Regions from separate parts of the Rattus norvegicus genome. Here region 1 is linked to region 2. The links are chromatin contacts, called in public Hi-C maps. All regions are on one chromosome and are shown on one strand. The core of a region is the stretch at or near the end of the contact, and the rest is flanking DNA. Distances in the headings are between cores, read along the strand shown. Region 1 holds the start of Cfap126 (cilia and flagella associated protein 126). Region 2 holds the start of Dusp12 (dual specificity phosphatase 12).

Region 1 (7,178 bases), core at 3,395-5,894, 400 kb after region 2:
TGGAAGGGAGGGAGGGAAGGAGGGAAGAGTGGAAATTTCTGGTTGTGTCATGTGATGCAGATTCACATGATGATTTGCTGAAGCAAGACCTGTCAAAGGACAGTGCTGTTTGGAGATAGTGTAACTAGGACTCACCAGACACTCCCAGGACACTTGCAGAGGACCTCTATCCTACTGAAACTATATATGTCAATCCAACCTTTCAAAATGACTTTTTTTTTCCTATGTGTTTCTCTATGAAGCCCTGGCTGTCCTGGAACCTGCTCTGTAGACCAGGCTGGCCACCAACTCAAAAATCTGCCTGTACCTGCCTCCTGGGTGCTGGGATTAGAGTTATGTGCTACCATCTGGCTCTGTAGTGATCTCTAAAGTGTAAATGTTTCCAACAGACTAGGATCAGCATGTGCTGGAACAAGATTCCCTGAGGAAGCATTTCCCTAAAAGTAGCTTAGCATGATGAGTTCTTTAGTGTTGGCCCAGCACCGGCTGGGAAACACCTGAGGTCCTTTCACATTTTACACAGCCTCCCACAGTCAGTTCTTCCCTGCAACTCTCTCACCACCACTTCCAACTCAGCCTCCCTCCCTTCTTACTCATCCTTTAACCGTGACTCCCTACTCCAGATTCTCATTTCCTTTCTCCTCCCATCTTAGCGTAGCCGAATCAAATGTACTCATCCACAGACTTTCACTTTTATAATAAGTAGGGCAGCACAAATGCCCGCCGGTCTCAAAAGTTTTGCTGCAGAAACAAAAAACCCAAAAGTGTCCCATTGCGTCTTACGGCTATTTTACTTCGTTTTTATTTTTTGAGATGTAGGAAGGACTCTTTCTCTCCAGTTGCCATGGCCGGGGAAGTCATTGCTCCTGGAGATATAGTAGACATTGATACTGCCTTACAAAAGGGTCTGGAGATCTCTCTCATTCACCTTGGCCTAGCACTGGAATTCACGAAACTACCAAAGCCCTAGACAAGCACCGAGTCTGTCCTTGGAACATGCACCCAGTTGTGAAGAGCTTGTGAATGTCGAGTTGGAGGAAGACCTTCGTGCCAAGCACCAAACAGACCTAAGGCTGATGAGGAGAAACCAGGGGAGCAGGCAGGCCTCTGCAAAACCGACCCGGCGAGAAACCAGATAAAGCAGTTAATGTAGCTGTGCAGTAGTTAAGTACTAAGATCAAGGATGTCACCGAACAGTACCTCATTTGCAGGAAATGAACGAATAAACATTTTAACTCATTAAAAACAAACAAAAAACTGAACGAGAAAGCCTGAAAACACCATTTGCATTAGATTCAGGACAAGCATAAAGTGTTTTTTCATTGTTTCAGGCCTGAACTTGCCTCCTCCCTGCCCGGGCCATCACTTGGGTCGGTGGTCTCCTCCTGCCTGATGACTGCTCGGTTTTTCTCCAGTCGCGCGCGCCGCACAGCAGATGCTGGGCGCCAGGTGGTGCCCTAGACACGTCAGCCAAGCAATTCCTGGAGACCCACGGGATCTGGAAAACTGCACCTATTGGTGTTGACGGAAGCCTGGCGCTCTTCCCGAGGCCTCTGAGTCTTAACTTTGCTGGCAGTTTTCTTTGGAGGCACTGTCTAGTCTCCATGCGTGAGTATCATTTAACAGCTTCAGAGAGGAACCTGTTTGATTCTAGGTGTTAGTTGACGGAGTAAAGTTAAAGAATGGGAGCCAGAAAAGAAACAATTCACTTTAAGTACAGTTTATATAAGCGCAGTAGACAGCTAGTTTCCGTAGTGTAGTGGTTATCACGTTCGCCTCACACGCGAAAGGTCCCCGGTTCGAAACCGGGCGGAAACAGCTACTTCCTACTTTTTGTAGGAGGTACCTATTATTATACTCTTTTCAATCCTATTGAAGGATCTAAAAGATTTTACCGCTAGAATCCACAAAAGGATCTGATCGAATTACAGTGAGATCCCACGCCCTCTTGGGTCCCACGGAGGGATGGAACAGCACAGTTACAAACGACGGGAGAGTGGCGGGGGTGAACAGGTCCTCCCAGAGCAATGACGCTTGGGATGGATTTTGTTTCTGCAGCAAGAGATCCGCAGTTATTTTTGTTGTCCTTCTTTTGTTGCCTTTGTTCAGCTTCTGCCAGAAGGCACTGCGGACACATTGAAAGCCAGAAACCGCTGCTCAGTGCGTGGAGTCGTCAGTTCATACTTCTGCCCCCGGAAGGGCTCTGATCTTTTCAGCAGGGATTGCCTCGCGTCAGTCCCTCCTCTCCAGAGTTTATAACCTGTATTGAGATCTATCCCGCCACCCCCTACCCCGTGATGATCTTTTATCTTGCTTTATAATGCGGTAGCATTACCCTTCATACAGCAGAGAAACTATTATTTACACCCGTCTTGGCTGTGGTTGGTTTTACTATTTGTTTTAAGATGTCAACCATCCAGTTCTCAGACATGACAATCGTTCTCCCTCTCTCCCACTTCACAGTCTCTTGCCATGAGGAATCTTAAGGTCCTTGATCCTAAGTCGCTTCGAAACAATATATTTTCTCTTTATTAAAAAAATTATTTAAAAAAATTATTTTCCACCAGGCAGTGGTAGCTCACACCTTTAATCCCAACACTGGGGGGGGGGGGGGGCTGTGGCAGGCAGAACTCTTGAGTTCTATAGAGTGAGTTTCGGGGCAGCCAGGGCTACACAGAGAAACTCTGTCTCAAAAATTACAATAATACTAATAATGTTTATGGGGAAAATATTTTCCATGGCTAGAGAGAGATGGCAGTCTACAAAGTGCTTGCTCCCTAAGCATGGAAACCTAAGTTCAGATTCCCAACCTTGACTAAGAAAGCCAGAACTCTCCGCCGTGAGCTCCAGTACCGTTGCCTCAGCAAGCAACCCGAGCCTCTGTCTGCTGCATGCTCTTTGCTCCTTTATTTGGAAACCTCACCCAGGAGGACAGCGTGCCTCCAACTTTGGACTGGGAACTTTGGCTGCCTCAACAACACTTCCATAGTCCCTTTATTTTATTTATTCTTAAAGCATATGGTGTTTTGCCTGCATATATGTCTGTGTACCACATGCAATATAGTGCACGCGCTCAGAGGCCAGAAGAAGGCATTGGGTCCTCTGAAACTGGAGCTAAAGACACTGGAGCTGTCGTGTGCTGGGGACAGAACCTAGTCCCCTGGAAGGGTATCCTGTGCTTTTTTTCTTTTTAAGACACATTTTGTAGCTCTGACCAGCCTGGAAATTACTGAATATGACAGGATGGCCTCAAATTCACAGAGATCTTCTTGCTTCTGCCTCCTCAATGTTGGGATTAAAGGTATCTGTTACTCTACCTGGATAATTCTTAACTTCGCTCAATTTATACTTACTGAATTCACTCATCCAAAACTGAAGGACGATATAGAACACAGGGTCTCATACTGTACTCCATGCTGGCCCTGCCTCAGCCACCTGAGTTTGTTGTTGTTGTTGTTGTTGTTTTAATTTTTATTTAATGCCAAGTATATGATGGCCTATTCTTAACTCCAGAGCACAGAGTGAAAACCACATCCTGGGACTCAGAGAGAAGTAAGCACTGTACTGTTGAGTCTGACCATTATCCTGAGTTCCACTAAGGATGGATGAGGACAGAGCTGCGATCTGACCTTGACCATAAATCATACACTAACCTCTAACTGTTAGACACTGACCTTGACCCATAGTGTTAGGCAAAACACCCCCTCCCAACCTATCCATGTATTAAGCCATGAATAGGTTGCCTCATACAGTACTGTAGATGGGATATGGTTTATGGATAATTGTTTGTGTGCTAGAAGATGGTCCTCAGTGTGGCTGCGTTAGAAGCATTAAGAAGTAGCCCTGATGAGGTTAGTGTTTAAGAGTACTGGTGTCTTCCAGAGGATCTCAGCACCCACAGGGAAGCTATCCTACCCCCTCTTCTGACCTCCCTAACACCAGGCACCCAGTTCGGTGCACAGACATACACATGCGGGCAAAACATCCATAGACATAAAAATAAATTAAAAATAAAAGTAGGGGGCTGGAGAGATGGCTCGGCGGTTAAGAGCACTGACTGCTCTTCCAGAGGTCCTGAGTTCAAATCCCAGCAACTACATGGTGGCTCACAACCATCTGTAATGGGACCTGATGTCCTCTTCTAGTGTGTCTGAAACAGCTACAGTGTACTCATATACATTAAATAAATCAATCTCAAAAAAAAAGTAGGGCATAATAAGTAAGCTACATCATGTATGTATTTCTCAAGATAAAGTTGCTATTTAAAAAAAAAAAAAAGTCTGGCCCCTGAATTCCCTCTCGATCTCTGGCTCTCCACGTATGTCTCCTGTATCACCATGAAGTCCTCACCAGAGAACTAACACACGAGAGCGCCTGATACTGGATCTTTGGCCTAAATAATCTTCGTTTTGTACCTATTACGGTATTTTCTTATATTAACAGAGGTGTACTAATACACATAACGTGGAGCACACACCTTGAGATGGAAGATTTACTGAGGCTGGTTTATGCAAATGAACCGGTCTAACAAGAGGAAAGCAAATTAGCGGTTGCAACCACTGGTTATAAAGGGAGCCAACCGAAAACAGAGGGGCGTTGTCTGTAGTGGTGGCTTCCCAGACAAGTTTGGGGCTGGCCTAGGTTGCAAAGCGTTTCTTGACAGCACTTTGAGACCAAAATGCGGGACTTGAGGATTTGCAGGCCACTGGGCTCATCCCCAGCATCCGGTTCCTTCTCCGGGACGCAGCCTGTTCGGCCTTGTCCCCTGTGCACCTCCCAACCCCCCGCCGCCTTCACGCCGGGTCCCACGGTCCCAGTAGAGCTTTCCGGGTAATCAGGCGTGAGTCACCGTAAAAGGGGGGGGGGGGGGGGGGTTGCGCGCTGAGCTCATTTCTGGACAGTGGGACCGGATGTGACTCTCGGGCGCCACGCACTTGCGGGAGGAGAGCAGAGCAGAGAAAGGGCAGGACCTCTCTGCGACAGAGGCTGTGGCCAAGGGACTCTGAAAACCTCCACAAGCGAAATGGATACTTTCCCTTTCCTTCCAACAGAGTTCCCGTCGCTCCAGCCTAATCCTTTTTTGAGGGGAGAGGGGGTTACGAGACAGGGTTTTTCTGTGTAGCCATGTAGATCAGGCTTCTAACTCAGAGATCCACCTGCCTCGGCCTCCTGAGCTGTGTGATTGCTGTGGTGCACATCCCCCCCATCCCCACCCCCAATCCCTGGCCTCGCTCAACAGTTTAGCAGTTAACTTAGGAAGGTTATCTTTCATTAAGTAACTTACAGAATCTTCAATTCACTAATGGGAACTCTGAAATCATAATTGCTCGTTTTACATTTCCTTTGTAGCAGATTAATTTGTAGTGCCATCAAATCCTTGTAATCACCTTAGGAGATAACCACCATCATCAAAATGTTATACATTAAGAAAAGTATAGGCGTGCATGTGACCCCATCCTATTAGGTGATGGGACCTAGGTCCAAACCCTGGCCATTTACATCGATGTCCACAAATTCCTTTTTACGTCAGAATATCATTTAAAACAGCGGTTCTCAACTTGTAGATCAAGACACCTTCGGAGGTCCAATAACCCTTTCATAGGGGTCGCATATCAGATATCCTGAATATCAAATATCCATTTACATCGTGATTTATAGCAGTAGCAAAATCACAGTTATGAAGTAGCAATGTAAATAATTTGATAGCCCAGAGTCACCACAGCATGAGGATCTGTATTAAAGGGTTGCAGCATTAGGAAGGTTGAGAACCGCCGCCCTCGTCTACGGCCATACCACCCTGAACGCGCCTGATCTCGGAAGGTTGAGAACCACTGACTTAAAATCTGTTCTACAGAGCCAGTGGACACCTTTAATCCTAGCACTTGGGAAGCAGAGGAAGGTGGAGCTCTGAGTTCAAGGCCAACCTGGTCTATATAATGAATTCCAAGACAGTCAGAGTTATGGGGGTGGGTGGGTGGGTGAAGGGGGGAATTGAAGTGGGGGGATTGTACCACTACAATCACAGCATTCAGGAGGCTGAGGCAGGTGGATCTCTGAGTTCAAGACCTGATCTACAGAACTACATAAAGAAACCCTATCTCAAAAAAAAAAAAAAAAAAAAAAAAAAAAAAAAAAAAAAAAAGAAAGAAAGAAAGAAGGAAGGAAAATAAACAAAAGAACTGTAAATAGTGTAGAGAGAATTTTGAAATTCTGGTTTATTTAGGCAACACAGAAATATTGTTAAGAGTATGTTTTCATTTTAATCCCAGGCCTGGGATATGGAGCTTCAGACTGTCCACAGCTGCTGACTATGCTTTGTCTCATGCTCTAGCAGGAGCGTGTTTTTGCCAGCTGCAGATACTTTCTGCAATTGTGTGACATTTAGAATTCTGGGGACTTTTCAGAGTGTGTATAAATGGTAGGTCCCCAAGTGGTGGGGTGAGTTGTTGGTTGGTAGCTGTTGGTCCAGGCGTGTAAGTATTTGCGTGCAAAGAAACAAGAAGAAATTAGGTATCCTGTGGGCAAAGATCAAACTTGTCCCAAGAAACTCCACCATTAATGAACAGGAAGTAGTCCAACCATGAAGTCGCTCCCTTTCCTTCTTATTCTTTTCCTCTCCTATATAATTATAGAGGTTGAAAGGATGGACAAGGGTGGAAGGAAGAAGAATTCACAAAGTAGCAGACTATAAAATACAATTAGCAACATTTACCTAAGGGATTACAACCCTTCCCATCTGTGAAGAGACAGTTTTCCCGGACTCTCACCAGAAACCCTCTGAGTGACCCTGGTGGTTTCTCTAGAACTACTCAATAAACGTGTGTTCCTAAGCTACCTTTTGAGGCAAAACTTTGGCTGTGGCTTTAACTATGGCTCAGGTTAAAATATTTATGTATAGCTCTCCCTTGAGGAGTCCATAAGCATACTTAAGTATGTCTTATTCTTTCCCTAGTCTCTCTCTTAACCTTCAACTTTTTTTTTTTTTGAAGTGTTCAGGAGCTGTAGAAACAGCAAGTACTGGTGCCTCACCTACTCCTCACCTCCTGAGTGGCGGCTTTGATTGGAGGTGTACATGGCACCTTGTTTAATACAGACTTAAGGACAGACACGGAAAGATAAGAGAGGAGCTGAGGGAAAAGACGGGACACACCTTACAAACCTGAGCATGGGTACCAACA
Region 2 (7,657 bases), core at 4,288-6,787:
CAAATTGTTTCCTCAACACTAGATTGCAAGTATATCGACAGACTGCGGCCTTAATTTAGCCTACGGAATGAGCGCTCGTAGACAACAGAGTCGAGCCTGTTTCATAAAAGATTCTAAATCATAGCTGAGTATATTCGCAAGTGAGATAAAGGTTTCATAAAGAATCTATTGTACAGACTTTCACACGCCCATACGTCCTTTCCAACTCATTATGATTGTTACTACACACGGTTGACCTGTAGCTCATGGAGAATACATAGGGCATGCGAGTACCCTGGATCAAATCTCCAGCATTAAAAAAAAAAATTGTTATAGAATACCTCAGATTAATAACAAGTATGCAGAAGGGAAATTGTGAGGGCTTCAGGATATGATTCTGAGCTCCAATCTTTTTTTTTTTTTTTGGTTCTTTTTTTCGGAGCTGGGGACCAAACCCAGGGCCTTGCGCTTCCTAGGCAAGCGCTCTACCACTGAGCTAAATCCCCAACCCCCCTGAGCTCCAATCTTTAACAGAGAATGAAAAGCATCCCATAGCAAATGAATTAAGTTCAAAGACCAGAAAAATAGAAAATGTGCGTCATAAAGCCAAAGAGAAAAATAAATTTTAAACCTAATTTTGCCTCGATTTATCCCCCTATTTAATTTTGTGATCTATCGAATTATCCTTAAAATGTTAGTCTTATATTTGAAAACATAAAATAAGAGTTTGAAATAAACCTAACTTGGATGTGGTTCTCCATCAAATGTGGCTAATGAATTCGAATCAGCTAATTTTTAAAAACATTTGACTTGAATACTGGGGGCATGGTTTCATGGTAGAGTGCGTGCTTACATGGATAAAACCTTGAGTTTAATTTAAAAAGAAGTCATTTATTTTTGATAGCCTTACCCATGTACTAAAAGGGTATAATCCTCAGACTCTTCAGGAAGGAAATGTTAAACATGGTGTTGATTTGTTTTGGCTTTTGTCCAGACAGTAAGCTGGCACTGGAGGCCAAGGTCCTCTGGCCAAGTCTGATGACCTGAGCTTGATCCTGAAACTCATGGTGAACAGAGAGAATCAACTTCCACAAGTTCCTCTGGCTTCCAAGTAGGTGAGCGTGTGTTACCCAAATCTCCCACCCCTGACAGGTACACACACCATATAGAAAGTGAAGAAAATGTAATACAAACAAAACAAAAAAAAGTAAATAAAAATGTGTTTGCTGTACTGTCTTGGGATAGCGTCTCGTGAATGTCAGGATAGTCTCAAACTCACTGCATGCCTGAGGTGACCTTAATGACTGACCTCCTGCCTCAACCTCCCGAGTGCTGGGGATGCCCGGCTTACGTGATGCTGGAGATGGAATCCAGGGCCTCGTGCACAACCCTAGGGAAGTACTCTGTCAACCGAGCTACGTCCCCGGCTCTAACACAGAATTTAGATGATACGACGAAACCGTAGAAAGCCGTGTTCTCACCTGTCCATCCATAACCCCCAACAAAGCAGACTCCATCCACTGCACAGGTTCGATGAAGTAAGATGTACACTGAGCCTGATTCCCTGTGGTAAGTACGGAAGACAGTCCTGTTCTCTTGTGAGCAAAGGCTACTGGCCCACTTCCTTCACTATGATCCAAAATGCTGGAACGTCTAAATAAAGATCGCCTGTGAAACCACCAAAGACAAAAGCATTAACAAAAGCCCAGATGAAACGTATAATACTTCTTACAGGTCAATAATACGCCATTGAGTATGCTTCACTTGCCTTCACTTCAGTTGCCTTACAATCCGATTACTAAATTGTGAGGCAGGTTTGGACGTGAAATTTTCGTAATATTCAAGTAAACAAATTCTTCTTGCAGAAATAAAGCTTCAAGTGCTTTTCCAATTACCACGATGATAAAATTTCCAGGGGACACAAGATATTTTACCTGCACTTTCTACATTTGTAGAGGATGTCATCTTTTAATCCTTGTGAAACGGTAGTTGGGTCGACAGCAAAGAGTTCTCGAGGCAAATTCCGAAGTTCTACAAGATAAATGCATCCAACTGTCAAGATGAACCTTCTAGATTTTCAGATAAAATCCCAATGCCGAACTGAGGTGATCCATGCTAAACTCAGAAACTAAAGGCAAAGATCTCCATGTTGAGAAGCGAGGTAGGAAAGCAGAGTGAGCAAGCCCTCGCTGTGAACAGGGCGCCTGACTTCAATCCCGCCATTTTTAAACCACGTGACTTTCTGCTAAACAAAAGGAACCGACAGTCTCTGCCTCCTAGGATTTCCTGGAAAGTGACAGAATGCATTCAGTGTCCAAGAAAATGACAGCCCAGAAGAGCCCAGTCAACCCAGTACCCGTGTTTGCTCACCTGGATACTTCTCAGTCACCTTTTGCAAACGGTACTGCTTGTAAACGGCACTGGAGGTATGGACTTCGTGTCCCATCGCCTCATAGAGCTTCAGTTGCCACTCGAACCCCTCATTCATCCTGCAATGGTAGCAAGTATGAAGTTCAGAGTCTCTGATTAAGGAGACATGAAAACAAGAGAACTGCTTGCAGCCAAGAAGGAAGACCCTGTTTGCCTCTGGCCTATGGAAGTGCAGAGAGATGCACCTACCACACACATGCACATACACCACACACATACACAAGTGTGCACATATGCACATGTATGTGCACACACACCATACACACATACCATACACAGACACACACACAGTATACATACATGCATATAGACACACACCATACACACACAAAATAACACACGCACGCACGCACGCACGCACGCACGCACGAACACACGCGTGGGACTGGGACTCCAAAGGACTCACTTAGCCTCTGGCTTGATGGTCTGGAGGTTTTCATAGGCTTTTTCAAAGGTAAGCTGTTCGGTCTTCATTATGAAAGCCGTCACTACAGCAACACTGCGGCTGACTCCTGCATGACTGAAAAAGAGACCTTCGAAATAAAATAGCAGATAGCAGCAGTTAAAAAGCAAGCCAGGCTGGGCACGGTGGCACACGCCTCTAATCCCAGCACTCGGGAGGCGGAGGCAGGCAGATCTCTGTGAGTTCAAGGCCAGCCTGGTTTACAGAGTTGAGTCCAGGATGGCCAGGGCTACGCAGAGAAACCCTGTCTCAATCAATCAACCAACAAATAAACTAAAAGACAAAGCCCAGCGACTGTTAGTGGTAACGTTTCGGTCCACCTCACTCCTTTCTGAGTCAGGACGATCTCCCGCCTCAGCCTCCTCGGTGCTGGAATTCCAGGTGCGGCGCCCTGTACCCAGCTCATTCCTATTTCCATTCAAATTAACCCACTGCCCCTTAAATACTGTCAACGCACAACATGAATCGATTATTTCCTTATTCCTTCTTAATTCCGAACAGTGTGGATGCATTAACTATTCTACAATGCCTGCCTTCAATGTTTTAACTGTTGCCATGGCGCCTCGGCTCTTGACTTCAAGTTGTTCCAGATCTGATTCCATACTTCTCATCACTACCTTCTGTCCTTGTGTAAATCTTTACAACTACTGGTACACAGGAAGTGTCCAACGAAGCAGTTCAGACGGACCCCAACAGGACTACCCTGGGATCCCCAAACACCTACTAAGATTTTCCTTCTTTTTTTCCCCCACACCAGTACTTAATAACTTTATTTGCATTGGCTCCTTCCACCTTGTGGAAGAGATGGGTGCAGGCAGCAGTTTGGCCATCGTGCGCCCTCTGGTGGGACTCAGGGGCAATGAACACAGTTGGCCACACAGGGCGTCAATCAATAGTCGAACACAGGGTTGTAGTGATCCTCACTCAGGTCTGTACCCCAGACCCAACTTCAGGTACCTGGGCTTCTTGGGGCGAAGCCCTGCACCTCTGACTCTCATACTCGACTGTGTTGGACACTTGATGTTCTGACGAACCTTGAAGGAGAGGCTAGAAGCACTCTTCTTCAACTCTAAGCACAAAAACCAGAATTAAAGTCAAAGCAGTAAGTAGCACATGCATAGAATACCAGCACTGGGGTTGGGGATTTAGCTCAGTGGTAGAGCGCTTGCCTAGGAAGCGCAAGGCCCTGGGTTCGGTCCCCAGCTCCAAAAACAAAAAACAAAAAACAAAAAAAGAATACCAGCACTGGGGGTGGATGCGGGAGGGTCCCAAGTTCAAGGACTGTCTAGACCGCACAGCAAAACTTCCATCCCAAAAACAAAACAACAAAAATATGGAGAGAAACATCACTCTAACTTTCCTCCACCTTTCCAAGAACCTGCCCCAAAGGCATTTTCTTAAGATCGGGGCTGTGTCATCATAGTAGCAGCATGTTTGCCTAACGTGCTATAAGCAGGACAAATTAATTCTCCGATCGATTTAGTCCGATACATCCTAAGACCACAATTCCAGAAAGGGCTTTGCCTATACACCCGAGGACGATCAATTCAGGACAGGCTGAGTTTCCTGGCTCATTTCCATAGCATTATGTCACACTCCTCTTGTCCAATCCCTTTTCTATACGACTGTCCAGTCTTAATTAGTCCCAGAATGTGAACGAACGGTTTTCCTTTGGTCCGTGCATGCTTCTCTAAACCTGCGAGTCACGTAAATCTTTGATTAAAACTGCCCGAGCATGGTGGCTCACTAAAGGTGTGCAGCACTGTGGACGCAGAGGCAGGAGGATATCTGTGCTTTTTGAAGCCAACCTGCTCGATATAGCGAGTTCCGGGCCTGCCAGATCTGTACAGTTAGACCTTGCCTCAAAAAACAAAAAGCCCCATGTTTTTCTCTTGTTTAGTGAGCTTTAGGACGAGGAAGAAAAGTATCACGTACTTTCACCCCTGTACTCCATTCACCAGAATGATTCTGACTTCTCTTACAAAGCTGCTAAACTTGATGAAATAATTGTAATGGTTAGTGATTAATGAACTAATCTGGTGAACCCCAAACTCCAAAAACACAGATAGGCAGATAGACCGATGGACGGATGGAAGGATGGATGCACAGACAATGGTTGCTGGAAAATGAAATCAAACAAAACCTTAACCAAGGGCGGGTTTACGAACTCTCCCTTGAGCCACAAACCCCAAGGGAAGATGAGGAAAGAGGGTTTGGGCTATGACAGCACCGCCCTCCACTTCTGGGCGCCTCAGCAGAGAGGCTAGACACGGGGTAAGGCACCGCCCCCCAGCCTGGGGCACTCACCAGTGCACCAACACCGCACGGCCTTCGGAGCGAGCCTGGCCGATGAAAGCCACGCACCGATCCAAGTGACTGAGCAGGTCGGTCTCGGGTTTGTCCAGCGCGGGCACGAAGAGGCTCTGGAGACCTTCGAAACCAGCCCCGGCCGGGAAAGCCGGTTCCGAGTCCACCGTCAGCACGGCGGTGATGCCCGCCTCCCTCAGGTAGTCCGGTCCAGCCACTGCCGCCGCCCCACCCAGATACAGCCCGGGCCGCACTTCCACCGCGTGCCCTGCCGAGCTGGCGGGGCTGGTAGTCGGAGCCTGACGCTCGCAGCCATGGTTAGAGCTCTGTACTTCCAACATGGCGGCGCCAGGAAGCCAAGCAGCCTCTGCCCGCCACCAAGTCACCGGCTAGAGTAACCAGCTCCGGTGTCGGACTAACTCCAGCCGCTCGGTAGCGCCATGGGAGGACCACGGCAATAGGGAAAATGACTGATTCTGGGGAAGGTGATGTGAGGCTTGCTGGGACTGTGTGCTAAGTAAGCTCCTTTTAGAGCAGCCTTTCCACCCAAGCCTCTAAAGTCCAAGGCAGAAAATGAAGTCTCCATTCATCCATTACTGGTGGGTTCGCAAACTTGTACAGTCACTATGGAAATCAGCTCGGAAGTTCCTCAGGAGGATGGGAATCTACCTCAAGATAGACACTTGCCCAACCATGTTGTCCATTGATGCTTCCTAATCAGAAATCGGAAACCTAGATGTGTCACAACAGAAGATTGGATAAAGAAAATGTGGTGCGTTTTACACCATAAGGTGTTACTCAACCATTAAAAAAAAGAAGAAGAAGAAGAAGAAGAAGAAGAAGAAGAAGAAGAAGAAGAAGAAGAAGAAGAAGAAGAAGAAGAAGAAGAAGAAATTCACAGGTAAATGGATAAAGCTAGGGGGAAAAAAATCACTCTGAGTGAGGACCCAGAAAGACAAATCTGGTATGTATAAGTTTATATGTGGATATTAGCTGTTAGGTCAATGATAACCAAGCTGCAATATATAGAACCTCAGAGCTTAAGTACAGAGCTTAAGTACAGACCAGGGAGGAAAGATAGATCTCCCTAGGAAAGGTAAATAGAATAATAGATAGTTATGCTGGATTGAGGGGCGGCTAGAACAGAAGGATCCAATGGGAAAGGGAAGAGAAAAGCAGGGACAGACAGCTAAAATTAAGGGGGGGGGCATGAAAACCTAATATGGTAGAGCTTCCTAAAATAAACATATATGAAGGCAATCTAAATGAAATGTCCAAATAATGGGGGAGACAGACTCTCCAACTGGACATCTCTTGTCACCAAATGAAGCTTCCAGTGTCAGGATTGGTCGACATCTAATTGAGTTGTTGGTCAATGGAGTCTCATGGAACCCACCCTCACCCCCACCCCAAACCCACTCAAACTGTTGCCAAGACCTTAGGCTGCTCTCCACCAACTGATGGCAAGACCCCAATCCTGAAGACAACACCTACATAACTCACTAGACATGGAGAAGCTGAACTTCTTCCTTCAGAGAGCCTTCACCCACATATACGAGTGTCTTTGGTGCAGGAAGGTACTCCACACGCTACCAAAGGAGAAATCTGAACACCAGCCCAGCCTCAAACCCTTTGATCTACAATGGTGTCCTGCCTGCAAGATACGCTAGTGCAATGGTGGCAGGAACCAGCCAGTATCTGATCTGATTTAAAACCCACTACACGAGATAGAACCCATACTGAACTTTGCTTGGGTACCAAGAACCATGATCCTAGATCGCTGTACTGGTTTGAATATGCTTAGCCCATGGGAAGTGACACTATTAGGAGCTGTGGCCTTGTTGGAGGAAGTGCGTCACTGTGGAGGTGGGCTTTGAGAGCCCCTAGTGTTCAAGCTCTGCCCATGCAGAAGAGTCGCTCCTTCAGGATGCCTGTGAAGAATAGCTGCTGCTCCTCTAGGTTCCTCCAGCACGTCTGCCTGGAAGCTGCCGTGCTTCCAACATGATAACGGACTGAACCTCTGAAACTGTAAGCCAGCCCCCAATTAAATGTTTGCCTTTATATTGTAAGGCTCAAAGTGAGTCTTCACTTCCCCTCAAGTGAGACAGGAGAACAGAGTTAGATGCAAACACAAGAGGTTTATTTTTTTGTCGTGTTGGGGTCGACCTTCAATCAGCCCCTCATGGCCAGTGACTAGAAGGTGACCCCGAATGGCTATAACAAGCAGTTTTCATACTTTTTAGGGGTACAAGTGAAAAGTAGTTTTAAGGTTGCCCCACTAGACGAAAGTTTAGAGCAGAAGAAAGAAACTGGTCAGGCCTTGGAACTGCAATTACACCAGCCGGTTCAGCAACTCTCTCACAGGAACTAGCTGACCATAAAGTTAAATTAAAATCTTAAAGAACTCGGGTTGGGGATTTAGCTCAGCGGTAGAGCGCTTGCCTAGGAAGCGCAAGGCCCTGGGTTCGGTCCCCAGCT

Evidence for each region. Hi-C and Micro-C count contacts between places; a contact is called where the count stands out from the background.
Region 1: a contact with region 2 is called in a Hi-C map of the A7r5 cell line, with 7 times the contacts expected there. The contact joins the promoter of Cfap126 here to the promoter of Dusp12 in region 2. A contact is called at or near these places in 8 of 12 Hi-C or Micro-C datasets (the A7r5 cell line, the Rat2 cell line, Schwann cells and 4 more).

What each region holds. Positions count from the first base shown.
Region 1 is chr13:86,054,498-86,061,675 of GRCr8, forward strand. Cfap126 (cilia and flagella associated protein 126) reads left to right here and starts at 4,645. Exons shown (of 6, transcript NM_001109075.1): 1 at 4,645-4,840. Trnav-cac3 (transfer RNA valine (anticodon CAC) 3) reads left to right here and starts at 1,746; the gene lies at 1,746-1,818.
Region 2 is chr13:85,658,470-85,666,126 of GRCr8, forward strand. Dusp12 (dual specificity phosphatase 12) reads right to left here and starts at 5,538. Exons shown (of 6, transcript NM_022248.2): 1 at 5,180-5,538; 2 at 2,816-2,929; 3 at 2,350-2,468; 4 at 1,914-2,010; 5 at 1,461-1,647. The coding sequence starts at 5,520.